Regions from separate parts of the Hordeum vulgare genome. Here all the other regions are linked to region 1. A link is a contact called in public Hi-C data. All regions are on one chromosome and are shown on one strand. The core of a region is the stretch at or near the end of the contact, and the rest is flanking DNA. Distances in the headings are between cores, read along the strand shown.

The links. A called contact is a pair of places that touch in the nucleus more often than the background predicts.
Region 2: a Hi-C map of leaf shows a contact between it and region 1, with 4 times the contacts expected there. The contact joins the promoter of LOC123425675 here to the promoter of LOC123425677 in region 1. A contact is called at or near these places in 4 of 6 Hi-C or Micro-C datasets (leaf and seedling) and 1 of 1 datasets of contacts at active chromatin or transcription factors (embryo).
Region 3: a Hi-C map of seedling shows a contact between it and region 1, with 5 times the contacts expected there. The contact joins the promoter of LOC123425674 here to the promoter of LOC123425677 in region 1. A contact is called at or near these places in 3 of 6 Hi-C or Micro-C datasets (leaf and seedling) and 1 of 1 datasets of contacts at active chromatin or transcription factors (embryo).

The regions. Positions count from the first base shown.
Region 1 is chr2H:163,480,327-163,484,944 of MorexV3_pseudomolecules_assembly, forward strand. LOC123425677 reads left to right here and starts at 2,280. Exons shown (of 16, transcript XM_045109381.1): 1 at 2,280-2,567; 2 at 3,032-3,071; 3 at 3,158-3,283; 4 at 3,368-3,403; 5 at 3,519-3,689; 6 at 3,848-3,931; 7 at 4,002-4,120; 8 at 4,234-4,335. The coding sequence starts at 3,191. It overlaps LOC123425676, which reads left to right. Exons shown (of 5, transcript XM_045109380.1): 4 at 1-405; 5 at 733-1,949. The coding sequence ends at 1,635.
Region 2 is chr2H:163,304,547-163,308,765 of MorexV3_pseudomolecules_assembly, forward strand. LOC123425675 (protein STRUBBELIG-RECEPTOR FAMILY 3-like) reads left to right here and starts at 1,355. Exons shown (of 19, transcript XM_045109378.1): 1 at 1,355-1,765; 2 at 2,112-2,295; 3 at 2,487-2,616; 4 at 2,693-2,764; 5 at 2,842-2,907; 6 at 2,992-3,063; 7 at 3,166-3,237; 8 at 3,337-3,408; 9 at 3,483-3,548; 10 at 3,660-3,725; 11 at 3,929-4,219. The coding sequence starts at 2,148.
Region 3 is chr2H:163,245,417-163,249,745 of MorexV3_pseudomolecules_assembly, forward strand. It overlaps LOC123425674 (kinesin-like protein KIN-4C), which reads left to right and starts at 2,256. Exons shown (of 27, transcript XM_045109377.1): 1 at 2,256-2,480; 2 at 2,644-2,785; 3 at 3,330-3,476; 4 at 4,106-4,258. The coding sequence starts at 2,651.

The DNA.
Region 1 (4,618 bases), core at 1,030-3,529:
TTATCAAAGCCCCATGCTGAAAATAAGCTCTGTGCCAAAGATGGTTTGCTTTGGGGCTCTAGAAAGAAAAGGGGATTGAGGGATAAACGGGCTATTCTGATGGCTGTTGATAGTGGCAGAGATGGTGAAAATATATCTACACCATGCATACAGGGAGAGGGTTCCTCTGAGGGCTGCATGAAGAAATTGAAAACTCCAAAGATAGAGCCTGGTGTATCTATGTGCAAAACTCCATGCATACAGAGAGCGGTTCCCTCTGAAGGCTGCATGAAGGAACTGAAAACTCGAAAGATAGAGCCTGGTGTATCTGTGTGTGAGAGAGCAAAACCAAAATTAGCAGATATTGTGAATAATATATCCACTCAAGGTGACTGTAAGATGTTGCTACACCAAATTGATATCCAGGTATTTAATCTGTCTTGTGGGCGTTTTAAATTGTAGTCTTATCCTTTACAATTTTTTTATTGGAGTTGCCCACTATTTGTTCTGAGAGGATCAAGAAAGTCAGATCTTTGTGGGCATGGTGAATTTCCTTTTCGTTTTCTTATTACCTGAGTTACACATACAATTAGTTAGAGTGGGCAGACTGGTTAGTTAGTTAGTGTACGTAGTAATATTATATGCTCTGAAAGAGAACTTTTAAGTGGCTCAAATCTTCTGTACAGTTGATCTATTCTAGAGATGAACATAATCTGATTTTGTCATCTTATGTCCAATTGTTTCCATCTACAGCGGAAGCGAGCTAGATACAAGAAGATGATCCGTCGGCATATGGACTTCCGAATCCTTCGTTCAAAGATCAAGAGTGGTGCTATCTCTTCTGCCAAGGAGCTCCTAAAAGACATGCTCGTGTTTGTGAATAATGTCCTCACATTTTTTCCAAAGGCCACACTGGAGCACATGGCTGCAATCGAACTTCGAGGTCTCATATGCAAAACGTTGCAACAGCGTTCAGTCGCACCATCCATTAATTGTGAACCGGCAGCGATAGCTAGTGACCCTGTAATCAAGAAGACCAAGGCAAGGATCGCTAGTGGCCCTGCAATCAATAAGACCGCTGCTGAGCCTGTATTAAAGAAGACCACGGCAGCGCTAGCTAGTGAGCCTGTAATAAAGAAGACAGTGGCTGGGATAACAAGTGAGCCTGTGATGAAGAAGACAGTGGCTGGGATAGCTAGTGAGCCTGTAGCCAAGAAGGCGGCTGCAGGGATAGCGAGTGAGCCTGTAATCAAGAAGACGGCGGCAGGGATAGCGAGTGAGCCTGTAATCAAGAAGACTGCTGCAAGGGTTGCAAGTGACCCAGTAAGCAAGAAGGCGGCGGCAGGGGCTGCTAGTGCCCCTGCAACCAAGAAAATTTCTCGAACATTGCCGCCGGTACGTCATGTGCCTCGTGATGCAAAGAGAAGCAAGGTTTCCTCAAGGGAGAGCGGAAGCACTGTCAGCCAGGGTGAGAGCGAGACCAAGGACGACCCCGCGGATGCAGCGGCAACTGCTGATGAAAAAACCGTTGAGAGAAGCGTGCCAGCCGCCAAGAAGCGAGGGGTCGGGCGGCCTCCAAAGAGCGGGCAAAAGCGCGCCGCCACTGTGCCGCCGCAAGACAGTCCTAGCAAAGGCAGGAAGAGGACTCGACGGTGACAGGGAGAAGCGACGCCGTGGATATGCAGACGTGTTGTGTACAATCCTACAAGGAGGTCCTAGAGTAGCTCCATCCAGTGTTGTGTACCACCCTGTCAAAGACTAGGCAAAGGGAATCAGGATGTTTTGTAACAGGAAGGAGTGGTGGTTTTCCTGGTGTTTTGTTTAAGGTCAGCTAGATGAAGCGCAACTTTTGTCTGTAGAGATGTGATCCGAGTTGTTAGGCGCTATATATATGTCTGTTATAACTGTATATGTAATACCCTTAGAACTTTCCTTGGTCAAGTATATGCCAGCGCAGAATTTTGGAGACAGGTGTTGATGTCTGTAGGAGTCAATTCCTTTTTTGCTCTTGGTTCGGGGACGTCGTGATCTGGAGCAACAAGAGAGGGTAGTTTGTCAAGAGTAGCATTGAAATTGAAGCATTTTTTTTTTGAGGGGGTTGAAATTGAAGCAGCTGTGGTGGGTCGGGGCCTCCACATTCCTGGGCCGCGCGGGGACCGAGGGAACCACGAAACAAACCAAGCGGAAAACCCGGTCGTGGCAGGCAGCCGAGCCGAAACGGGCTGCTCGCATCGCGCAACGCCCGTCTCCTGTGGCGGCATCACCCCGGCGCTGCCTCTCTCTCCCTCGCCAGTCGCCAGTCAGTCGGGTCGTCGTCACCTCGCGTGGCGCCGCTGCGAGTGACGGGTGCGGGTCACCCTTCCTCCGAACGTCGCTGTCTCGCCCGCCCGCTCAAGCGGCCGCGTCTGGCTCCGCCTCCGCGCGCGCCCGTGCCTTTCCCGATCTCTCTCCAAGGCATTTCCTCCTCCTCTTCCTCCTCCACGAGATAGCAGCGGCGCCCGTGCCCTCCGCGCGGAGGAGAGGAGACGACGAGACGCCTCTCCGCCGATCGTCCCTCGTCCGCCCCGGTTGCCCCATCCGCCTCCGCGGTATTGTCCCTTATCTTCTCCTCATGCCCAGCACTCCAGTAGTATCTCCGTCTCCGTGTATCGATTGGGTTTCGAGATTTCTACACTCCGATTGCGCGCTGGCTGCGCGTCCTCGCACCCGCGTTTCCAAATCCCAGAGCGCGCCTCGCCGTTCGCCGCGAGCTGCGGGTGGACAGGGTGACTTGGCCGTGGATGTGTAGACATCGTCACGTCACCGACGCGCAGGGCAATATGTGCGTCGTGTGTCTCGTGCTTGCAAGGGATTTATTGATTGATTGGTTGATGATGAGAGGGCCGTCCTTTTTTCTTTGTTGCTCGCGCGAAGCGAACAAACGGAATGACATTTTTTAAAGGGATCGAATGTCGTTTCTCTTCAGTGTTTTCATCAAGTAACGCCCCAGGGTTCTGTCGTCACTCTGAAAACATACTCAGCCTCTGCAGTTTTTTTTATGTCGTGAATGCAGGGTTCCATGAACGGAGAAAAGTAGCGCCTAGTGGGACAAGGTGGGTTCCCTTGTGCTTCCTTCATTTACTTAATGCTTCATTTGTTGTGAAATCCTGCTAAAATGCAGGGTTGCTTGGTTCTGCAGAATGGTCACAGGAGCTGCTGTCACTGCTCTAAGATGAGACTGAGGCTGCGTCTGCTTGTTCTGTGCTTGATGATAATCCTATTTGTGGTTTACAACATGGCAAGCTACCAACGCAGACAGACGGCGGTAACGCTCAACCTTTTCTGAAATTCCCCTTTATATTCTGCTCGACAGACGATGCTCAGCTCATCCGATTATCCGCTGTTACAGTTGGATGAAGACGCTCCCCCGTTTGATACGATGATGGTATGTGAACCCATCGTCTCCATCAAACGGACAAATTGTTTTGTTTGCTGCGCTAGTCTTGAAGCAGATAGTCTTTTGTTGCCGAGGCGTTGACTAGCTCCATTGTACATATCAGGAGTCTGACAGGGCTGCTGTTAAGGTATCTGGGACTGGGAGAGCTACTGCCAAGGTGACACACAGAGCTGCTTCTACTGCTAGGGTCGGGTTTTTGCCTCATGGTATAGTGGAGCCTTACTCCGACATGGAGCTCAAGCCACTATGGCTCACAAGAAGCGTTCAGTCAGAGGTCAGTTGACCTGTTCTGCCTAACATTGTTGGTTTCAGTACAATATTTCTGTTGGTTTCAGTTTCCGAACGAATTTAACAGCCTTTAGCTGCTCCCACCTTCCAGAGTACAAGGCCATATGCGGTATTTAATGCTATGTTGGTGTTTTGTCTCAGCAGGAGCCTAACCAGAAAGACAGGTGCTTGATTGCTATCCCTGCTGGCATAAATCAGAAGAAAAGTGTAGATGCTCTTATGAAGAAGGTACTTCGTTCACCACTTCTTCCAGCAGTGATTTGTACATACAATTATCATGTAACTCTTGAATGCTCAGTTTCTTGCAGAGAACTTTACAGCTATATTATTCCACTACGATGGGAAGGTCAATGATTGGAATGATCTACCATGGAGCAAAAGTGTGATACACATCGCTGCTTCTAATCAGACAAAATGGTATGGCCTCTTTCTACCCTTTCACTGAACTAAGAGTCGCAGTCGGACCTTGACTATCTACAATTTGTACCGATCTGGTATCATTTAATTTCAAGACGACATCTATCTTTTAGGTGGTTTGCTAAAAGATTCCTCCATCCTGCTGTTGTCTCGATGTACAAGTATATATTTCTTTGGGACGAAGATCTTGAAGTAGATAATTTTAACCCAAGCAGGTATATGTGTTGCATGAACCCCGGTATTCTTCTTAAACCTGTCATTTCCTATCTGTCATTAAAAATATGCCTAGTGCCAAGGTATCAGTCATGTGATGTGTTCAGAGCGCAATGTATTCAGCTCTTATATCCTGGCCCAAGCAACTACGAGTCAATTGCAGAAAACTACCACATTTGCGGCTAGGTTTGCAGAAAACCACCAAGTCGCTAATCCATTGCAAAAACCACCGTGTTCTTCGTAAATCTTTTGTAGAAAACACTGATCGCTCACTTTGCTGCATTT
Region 2 (4,219 bases), core at 105-2,604, 180 kb before region 1:
CAGGCCACCTAGCACAACCAGGGCGCCCCGATGCCAAGTGTTAGCATCACCACCGTGCCTGTCGCCGGCCCCTGCCGCTAGGACGCTGGACCGCCGCGTGTCGAGCTGCACCCGTCGCCGAACCCTGCCCCAGGAAGGGCGCCGCACGTGGGGGAAAGGAAGTCCCCTCGCCGCCGAGACCACCCGACCAGATCCAGGGGCACCCTCCGGCGGCAACGGGGAAGAGAGGACCGAGGGGATAGGGGCGAAGAGAGAAGGCGGGCGAGCCGCCCCGCCCCGCCCATCGGTCGAGGAGGCGACGCGAGGCGGGGTCAGGAGGAGGGGGAAAACTCCAATGCAACAGAGTCCATGCCCTCATAACATAACAATGTTTCTTTTTTCACAGCCACCACTCCGTCTTCCACACTAGCCACATGAATGCACCCTAGCCGATTGGTCGACTTTGCCTGCCAGGTGACTAAAACTAACACCATTCATCAACATGAAGGCTATTTTTAGGACTGCCACTTCAACTCCCACACTGATCATGAGGCTATGCAGCCAAGGCAATGCCCCCAAACGGAAAGCGATGAGCACATCACCAACAACGCTCCGACAAAGGCCAAAACTTCGGTTTTCACGCGGATAAGCTGAGACCCAATGACAAGAGAGGTGAAGGGGCTCAATGATGGCACCTTCGATGAGGGGGACAACATCTCATCACCTACGTTGACCGAGGTCGGTGCTAGGCTTTCACGGGAGCCTACCACACCTGTCATCATTGCAACCAGCCCATCAAGACACCGCCACATGAGCCGCAACAACGTCACATGATGCATCTCGCCCGTCACCTTCATCCAACACCACAACTTGCGAGCAAACTGAGCACCATGCCGCACGAGTAACACCTCGCGCCGCCATGAACATGCAACATCTCGAAAGGCCGGATCCGCGCCAAGATGAATGATGGAACAACTCCAATCACACCAAAATATGGCCATATCTAGAAAAAAAAAGATGAGTTCACACACACCAATGTCCCAAAAACTGGCTTTATCGTGACATGGAAATCAACAGCACTCCACAGCCACACAATACGTAGTCGTAGAGCACAACGCAACATTTTCCTATGTTATCAACGACCCTGTGCAAAAGGAGCACCGGGTGCCATGCCTTGAAAAAGATTGAACCACAACCCTACCTTTTGCCCCCGGTTCCCTTGTGCCATTCCTCCACATTTTAGTACTACTCAAAATCAAGCTATATCCAAAGGAAAACAACCACCAGGGCCTGCCGTCACGATCGCCACCACTGCTCATTCCTAGTGCCCACTACTAGTAGTACTAAATTTAAACCCAGCCACGGTGCTTTGCTGCGCCTCTTTGTCCTCTTGCTCATTCCTCACTCCCTACCCCAGCTCCAGCAGCTGCTCCCGGCTCTCGCCTATCCGCCGCCCGCCTCCCCCTTTCCCCGCGGTGGATTTGCAGCAGCAGCAGCAGCCAGCCAGCGGTAGATCTATCCACATCGGCCCCGTCCCTGTCCTCTTTCTCCCCCCTCCCGTGGCCGGCCAGCCACTCCCGCCCCATCCCTCTTCTTCCCACCGAAATCCTTCGCGGCCAAGGCTCCCGTCCCGAGCTCAAGCAGCGCTTTTAAACGCGCCCCGAGGAAAGCGGGGGACGAGTCGCACTGCCCGCCGAGCCGCTGGTCGCGCCGCCTGGTCGTGGCTTTCGGTGGCGAGCTGCTCCGTAAAGCGACAAAAGGCTCTAGGTTCGGCGAGAATCCGCAGGTATCCGACGCATCCTCTCTTCCTTTCTCGTCCTTCCGGCGCTTTTGCTTTGGCCGCCTCCGCACTCTGTTTCTTGGTGAAGAAAATAAGCTTCTTTCGGGGACGGGGGCGCTGGCGGGTTTCTTGCGGGGATTTCGGCAGTTTTTTCCGTTACGGAACAAAATTAAATCGCTCATCTGCATTGCGTGACTTCCTTGTGTGTTTTTTTGCTCTTCAATCTTTTATCTCGTCCCCCCCCCCCCCCCCCCCCCCCCCCCCCCCAAGAAAAACGCATGCATATCCATCGTTCATCTGGCAGCCAGCCCGCAGATTAAAGGCCGCATCCGTGGTGGAAACTTGTTTTCAGGTCAGGTGATGCCCGCGGCGGAGGATTGATTTGTCCATGGCTGCGCGACGTGCGGTGATGAGCAAGCCCCTACGCTCGACGCTCGTGGCGCCGCCGCCCCTGGCTGCTCGCGCCGCCGTTCTGCTGCTGCTGCTGCTGCTCTCGGCGCTGCCGCACTCGCTGACCTACACTTACGAGCAAGACGGTATAAAATACTACTCCGTATCTTTCTTGGTCCAGCAGTTGGTAGTACTGTCATCCAGGGCTTCCAGATTATTTATTTATGTTCTGGCCGTGCTGCCTTGTACTGCGCAGATTATACTTATGATGCAAATATTATTATTATTAGTATTCTTGTAATCTTATGCAACACCTTATGTTGTGTTCTTTTAATAGTGTTTGCGATAAATGGCTTGTACACGGCGCTTGGATCACCGTCCTTGCCTGGATGGGTCACGAATGGGGGCGACCCCTGCGTCGAAAACTGGCAGGGCGTTGGATGCGCAGCATCGAATATCACCGCCATGTATGTGATTAGTGCTGTCGTGTTGTTGCTTAATTTTCTCTATCGGTTACCTGAACAATGTTTTCTTTTTGGGTAGAACTCTCAATGGTATAAGTTTGGGTGGACAGCTGGGTAACACACTGGCGAATTTCACGTCGATAATCACCATGTAAGTTGATCGCGTGTGGAGTACTAAATTGACACTATGCTATTGTGTCGTTGCATAATACTTGTTGGTTTATGCAGAGAACTTAGCAACAATAATATTGGTGGAACCATACCTGATAACCTACCAGTCACAATGCAGCGCTTGTATGTCTATTCGAGCATTCTACTGCTCTTCTGTTCCGCTTGTTATAGCTATTTCTTCACTAATCCTTCTCTTGTCAATCATAGTTTTCTATCAGGAAACCAGCTAAGTGGGCACCTTCCAAACACATTGTCGACGCTTACACTTTTGACAGACATGTAAGTATACTATTACCAATGCATGACCACCAGCTCTCAGAATGTTACAACTTCCCGGTTAATTTCTCAAACTATCCCACTTTGTGTCCTTTTGCTTTGCAGGTCCCTCAGCAGCAATCATTTGGATGGGGAGATACCAGATGTATTTTCAGCACTCACCGGACTTATAAATTTGTAAGAACACGTCGATTTCTCTGATGGCTTACATGCTAGCATTAATTGTTGTTTGATGGCTCACAACAATGACAATTGTCAATCAACCTTGTTCATTAGAGATTTTTCTTCGAACAACTTGACTGGCCCGTTACCGCCTTCGGTGGGGAACTTAAAAGCATTAACTACCCTGTGAGTATCTATGCCTATTTTCATTGATAAAGTACGCTGGTATCAAACCACTTAAAAATCTTCTCTCGGCGCAGGCATATTCAAGACAATCAAATATCTGGGACCCTGGATGTCCTGCAAGATCTCCCTCTGAAAGATTTGTATGACCACTCAACTTTTATTTTGGAAAGATCTGAAGAACAAAATAATCTCTATTTCATTGTTTTGTAAATTACTCCCTGTCTTTGCGGTAACTATTTTGCATTCGACAGGAATATACAAAATAATCTTTTCTCTGGTCCCGTGCCTCCAAAGTTATACAACGTTCCAAACTTCCAGTAAGGCACTCCTCCTTTATCGAGATATTGGTCTTGATTATTTGTATGCCTCTAGTTGGGGCATTAGAGACATGTTTAAAGACAAGCCTCTCCATCCTTTTCTCTTCTTCTAGGATGTCCTTCTATCCTTCATTGATACTAACAATTTAACAACTTCATGAGTAATTTGTGTTTATGCTGACAAAATTTGCTCTCCTACGCAGGAGGGATGGCAACCCATTTAATACTAGCATAGCTCCATCTCCACTCCCTGCTGCACCAGCACTATCTCCATCACTATCACCTTCAACAGGGCATGTCCCCTCAAAAGAACCTACAAAGTCGTCTGATGTGACCAATGGAAATTCGCCAGCATCAGGAAAACATACTATCTGGACAGTCAAATTTGTTGGATACATTCTTGTTGGGGTGGTATCAGCAGTGGTTATTGTGTTAATGGTAATGTTTTGTGTATCCAAGCACAAAGAAAGGAAGATAAAGGACACTAGAAAGTC
Region 3 (4,329 bases), core at 1,006-3,505, 230 kb before region 1:
AAAAGGATGGACAGAGTCCCAGCTACGGCGAGGTTGTATGAGTTCAGGCCCCTCTACGGTGGAGGTAATAGCCCTACGTCTCAGTGCTCTGGGAGCTTGTTGTCGAGTGGAATATGGAATACAATGATTTTCTAACCCCTGCACCAGAGGGGGAGGGTGGCTTATATAGAGTGCGCTGCCCTCCACAACGGTTCCGGTACAGGGGTGGAGTAGTGGCGATTGAATGCGTACGTTACCGGTAACGTACGTCCTAAATGCTAACAAATGCATAGGGAAACGTACGACCGTTTCCCTCCAGGGGGGGTTACGATGTTCCGAGTGGCAGCCAGTCGGTTAGTTGGATGTTCTCCGAATGCTAGTCTCCGACTGGATGGTCGAAGACCTGTTGCCGACTGGACGATGGGGACTCCTTAATTCAGTCGGAACTGACTAAGGGCCTTGTCCCTTATGAGGGGTAGTCCTTGGGTAGGACTTACAGGGCAGGCCTATGACCCTACCCTAGGACTATAACCCCATCATCCCTGATGTCGGAATTCGAGATGAAGGACTTGGGTAAAACCAAGTTCTGTCTGGGTCTACAACTCGAACATTCCCCTGATGGGATTTTAGTGCACCAGTCTGCCTACGCCGAGAAGGTGTTGGAAAGATTTGGATTTGACAAGGCATATCCTTCTAAGACCCCGATGATCGGGAGATCTTTGCAGCCAGACAAGGACCCGTTCAGGCCTAAGGAAGAGAGGGAGGAAACTCTGGGACCAGAGGTTCCTTACCTGAGTGCCGTTGGGGCACTCATGTACCTCGCGAATTGTACACGGCCAGACATTGCTTTCGCCGTCAATTTGCTAGCTAGGTACAATTCTGAACCTACCAAGAGACATTGGAAAGGTGTTAAGGACGTCTTCCGCTACTTGCAAGGGACCAAAGATCTCGGTCTATTTTATAGAAGGAATCAAGACCTGTCCCTTATAGGCTATGCCGATGCTGGGTACCTGTCGGACCCGCATGATTGCAAATCACAGACTGGATATGTTTTCCTTTGTGGTGGAACTTCTTTCTCCTGGAGATCAACCAAGCAAACACTTGTGTCGACCTCCACAAACCACTCGGAAATAATGGCACTATTCGAAGCGTCAAAGGAATGTGTATCGCTTCGGCGGATGATCAGCCAGATTCAGCAGACGTGTGGGCTGAACACCGTACAAACCCCTACCATTATCTACGAGGATAATGCTGCTTGTGTTGCACAAGTTCAGATGGGTTATGTGAAGAGTAACCTCACAAAACATATTAGTCCCAAGTTCTTCTATGCACACGAATTGCAACAGATGAACGGGGTGAGAGTCTTGCATACTAAGTCGTGTGACAATCTTGTTGATATGTTCACTAAATAATTACCGGCATCGTCTTTTGAGAGGTGTGTACGTGGAATCGGTATGATGAGACTTAGAGAGATGCAAGGTTCAGGAGGAGAAACTTCACAAATTCGTCACTGAAATCTCGATCCCGATGATTGAGTACTCAACCAGGTGGTTGAGTGGATTGTACTCTTTTTCCCTTGAGTAAGTTTTCGTGATGTTTCTCACCTAAGGTTTTAACGAGGCAATTCGTACAATGCAACAACGTATACTATGTGCTCTTTCTTCATATTTTTTCCACTGGGTTTTTCGGAGTTTTTGAGGCATGGATATACGGATAATTACCCAAGGGGGAGTGTTGGGAAACCGGGCTGGCTCATTAGGCCTCGCGCGGGCATGGCGGCTGGTCAGCGTACGAGGTACGCAGCCAGCCCCTCCCGTTTCCCTGGTCTCATGCTAGATGGATGCTTATCATTTCTCCCCATACCCCTATATAAATAGAGAAGAGGCAATCATTTTATCATTGTAACAGATACTTCATTGATTAATAAAGCTTTGTTCCCTCTCTACGTTCTAGTGTTCTGTGACTTTGTGTGTTCGACGACTTCGACTACTTCAACTACGACGCTAGCTCCGCTCCGCAACCTTGGACCGAACTCACCGGCAGGAGTTGCGGAACAGAAACAAGGTGTTAAAGATAAATTTTCCAGGAGCGTAAGCATTAAAAAACACAGCAAACCATCCGTGGTACTGGCCGCCAACGCCATTCAAATAGGGGCGCAAACTGCCTGGTCGTGGCACGTGCTTTACCGTCTTGACAGGGAAGGGGGGGCCGCGTTTCCACCCCCGTTTGAATTTCGAAATCGGATCCGAAGCCGTTGCGTTGGGTCCACCACCCGCTGGAGGAGCCCCCCCGGTTCTCATTTCTTCCCATTTTCTCTCGCACGCCTCCCCCTCTTCCGTTCCGTGCCGAGCTCTCCCTCCCTCCTCATCCTCATCCGCCGCCGCCGCCGCCGCCGTCACCAGGCGGGTCTTCCCCCACCGCCTCTCTTCTCCCGCGCGCCCGCGCCCCCTCCTCCCAGCCGCAGTCGACGGGAGGCGCCGCCACGGCGAGGGCACGGTGAGGTGAGACGAATTCAAAACCCTCGGCTCAGATTCCAAACTCCGCCCGAATGGATGCCCGGATTTCACAGATTTCCGGCTTGCGGTGTCCAGATTTCTTGTTTTCTTGGGGTGTGCTTTGGGCCTTGGACCTTTTCTTGACCGGTTCTGGGAATTTCGTGTTTAGGGTTCCGATGGGGAGCTCGGATATGGCGTCGCAGCCGCAGGGAGACAGCGTCAAGGTAGCCGTCAACGTCCGGCCGCTCATCACGCCGGAGCTCCTCCTCGGATGCGCGGACTGCGTCACGGTCACGCCGGGCGAGCCGCAGGTATGGTTTTCTTGGTTCCCTCTGCTGGTCTTGGCAACATGCGCTCCCAGGATTACAAATTGAACTTGACGGATAGGCGGGCCCATGATAGATTCGGATCGACACGATGTGTTCTGGCAGTTGATTCATTCGTTTACCAATCTATCTGTCTGGTTTGTTGCCATCCGAGCGGTCCGTGAAATCATGTCTCTGCATTCTTGACAAAATAATCATGACATCTGTGAATTTCTCTTTCTTGGAGCATAATCTGGGCGGCCAGATCCACCAAGGGCTTGGGTGCATACGGAAGATCAGTCGTGGGGCCCTGGTTCTATTGCTTAGGAGTTAGGACCAGTATCTTTGCTGATTTTGAGCACACTGTTAAAACGTGTTGTATTTTCACCATTGAATTTCTCTTCAAGAACATTGGAATCTATCGTGCCTATCGGAATGAATGCTGAACCAGTATAATTTATATGATTACCACTCTATCAGGAGATTTCCTTTTTCTGAATGGCTTATAAGTCTACACACATGTTTATGGTGCTGTTTTGTGCTATTGTAGGTTCAAATTGGCCCACACGTGTTCACTTATGATCATGTCTATGCCAGCACGGGATCTCCTTCCTCGTTGATATTTGAGCAATGCGTGTATCCACTAATCGACTCATTATTCTGTGGATACAACACCACTGTGCTAGCTTATGGACAGGTAATTATTTTGTATGTTGGAAGTAGTCTCCACTCTCCACACGGGCAATTACAATTGGTTACTTTATTATAGCTTTGCTCCTGGCTGTTACTGTTGTTAACCTAGCAGCTAATATAACCTTTATTGACAGTTTTATTAGGAAGATGCTTTACTTGTTGCTGTTTTGTGAGTGTAACCGTGTCAACTTTATTTTAGCATCACTATAAGGATATCTGTGCGTGATTGAAGGGAGACAGTCACCTATTCAGTGTTTGTGCTAGAGGTTTATCCATCACTTTGCACAATGTATAATTTTTAGACATTCATCTATTCAATGTACATTACTAGATGGAGAGCCATATTTTAGCGACTACGGATTCATCATGTCAACTTTGTTTTTAGGAATAGGAATGCCTTCATATGATTTTGTAGCTTTAACTTTTCCACATGATTTGTGAATTAGTCTCATGCTTAAAATAAGAAAATTACCGCTTTGCTTTCAACAATCCAAACAACATTTATGCCTTGTTTAGTTATGGTATCCCTAAGCCTAATGTCCAGATATCAGCATAGAACATAGACAGCAGGAATATTATTTTAGTTCTTGGATATTTATCTTCTAACTTGTCTTTTTTCTCTACAACCTTTAGACTGGATCTGGGAAGACATATACGATGGGCACCAATTATTCTGGTGAAGCTAACTGTGGAGGAATAATTCCACAAGTCATGGAGACGATATTCAAGAAAGCTGATGAGCTGAAGGGTGATACAGAATTCTTAATTAGGGTATCCTTCATCGAGGTACACTAGCTGGTACTCCCTCCGTTATCATTTTGAACTAAAACCATTGTGGAACAGAGAGAGCAGCACTT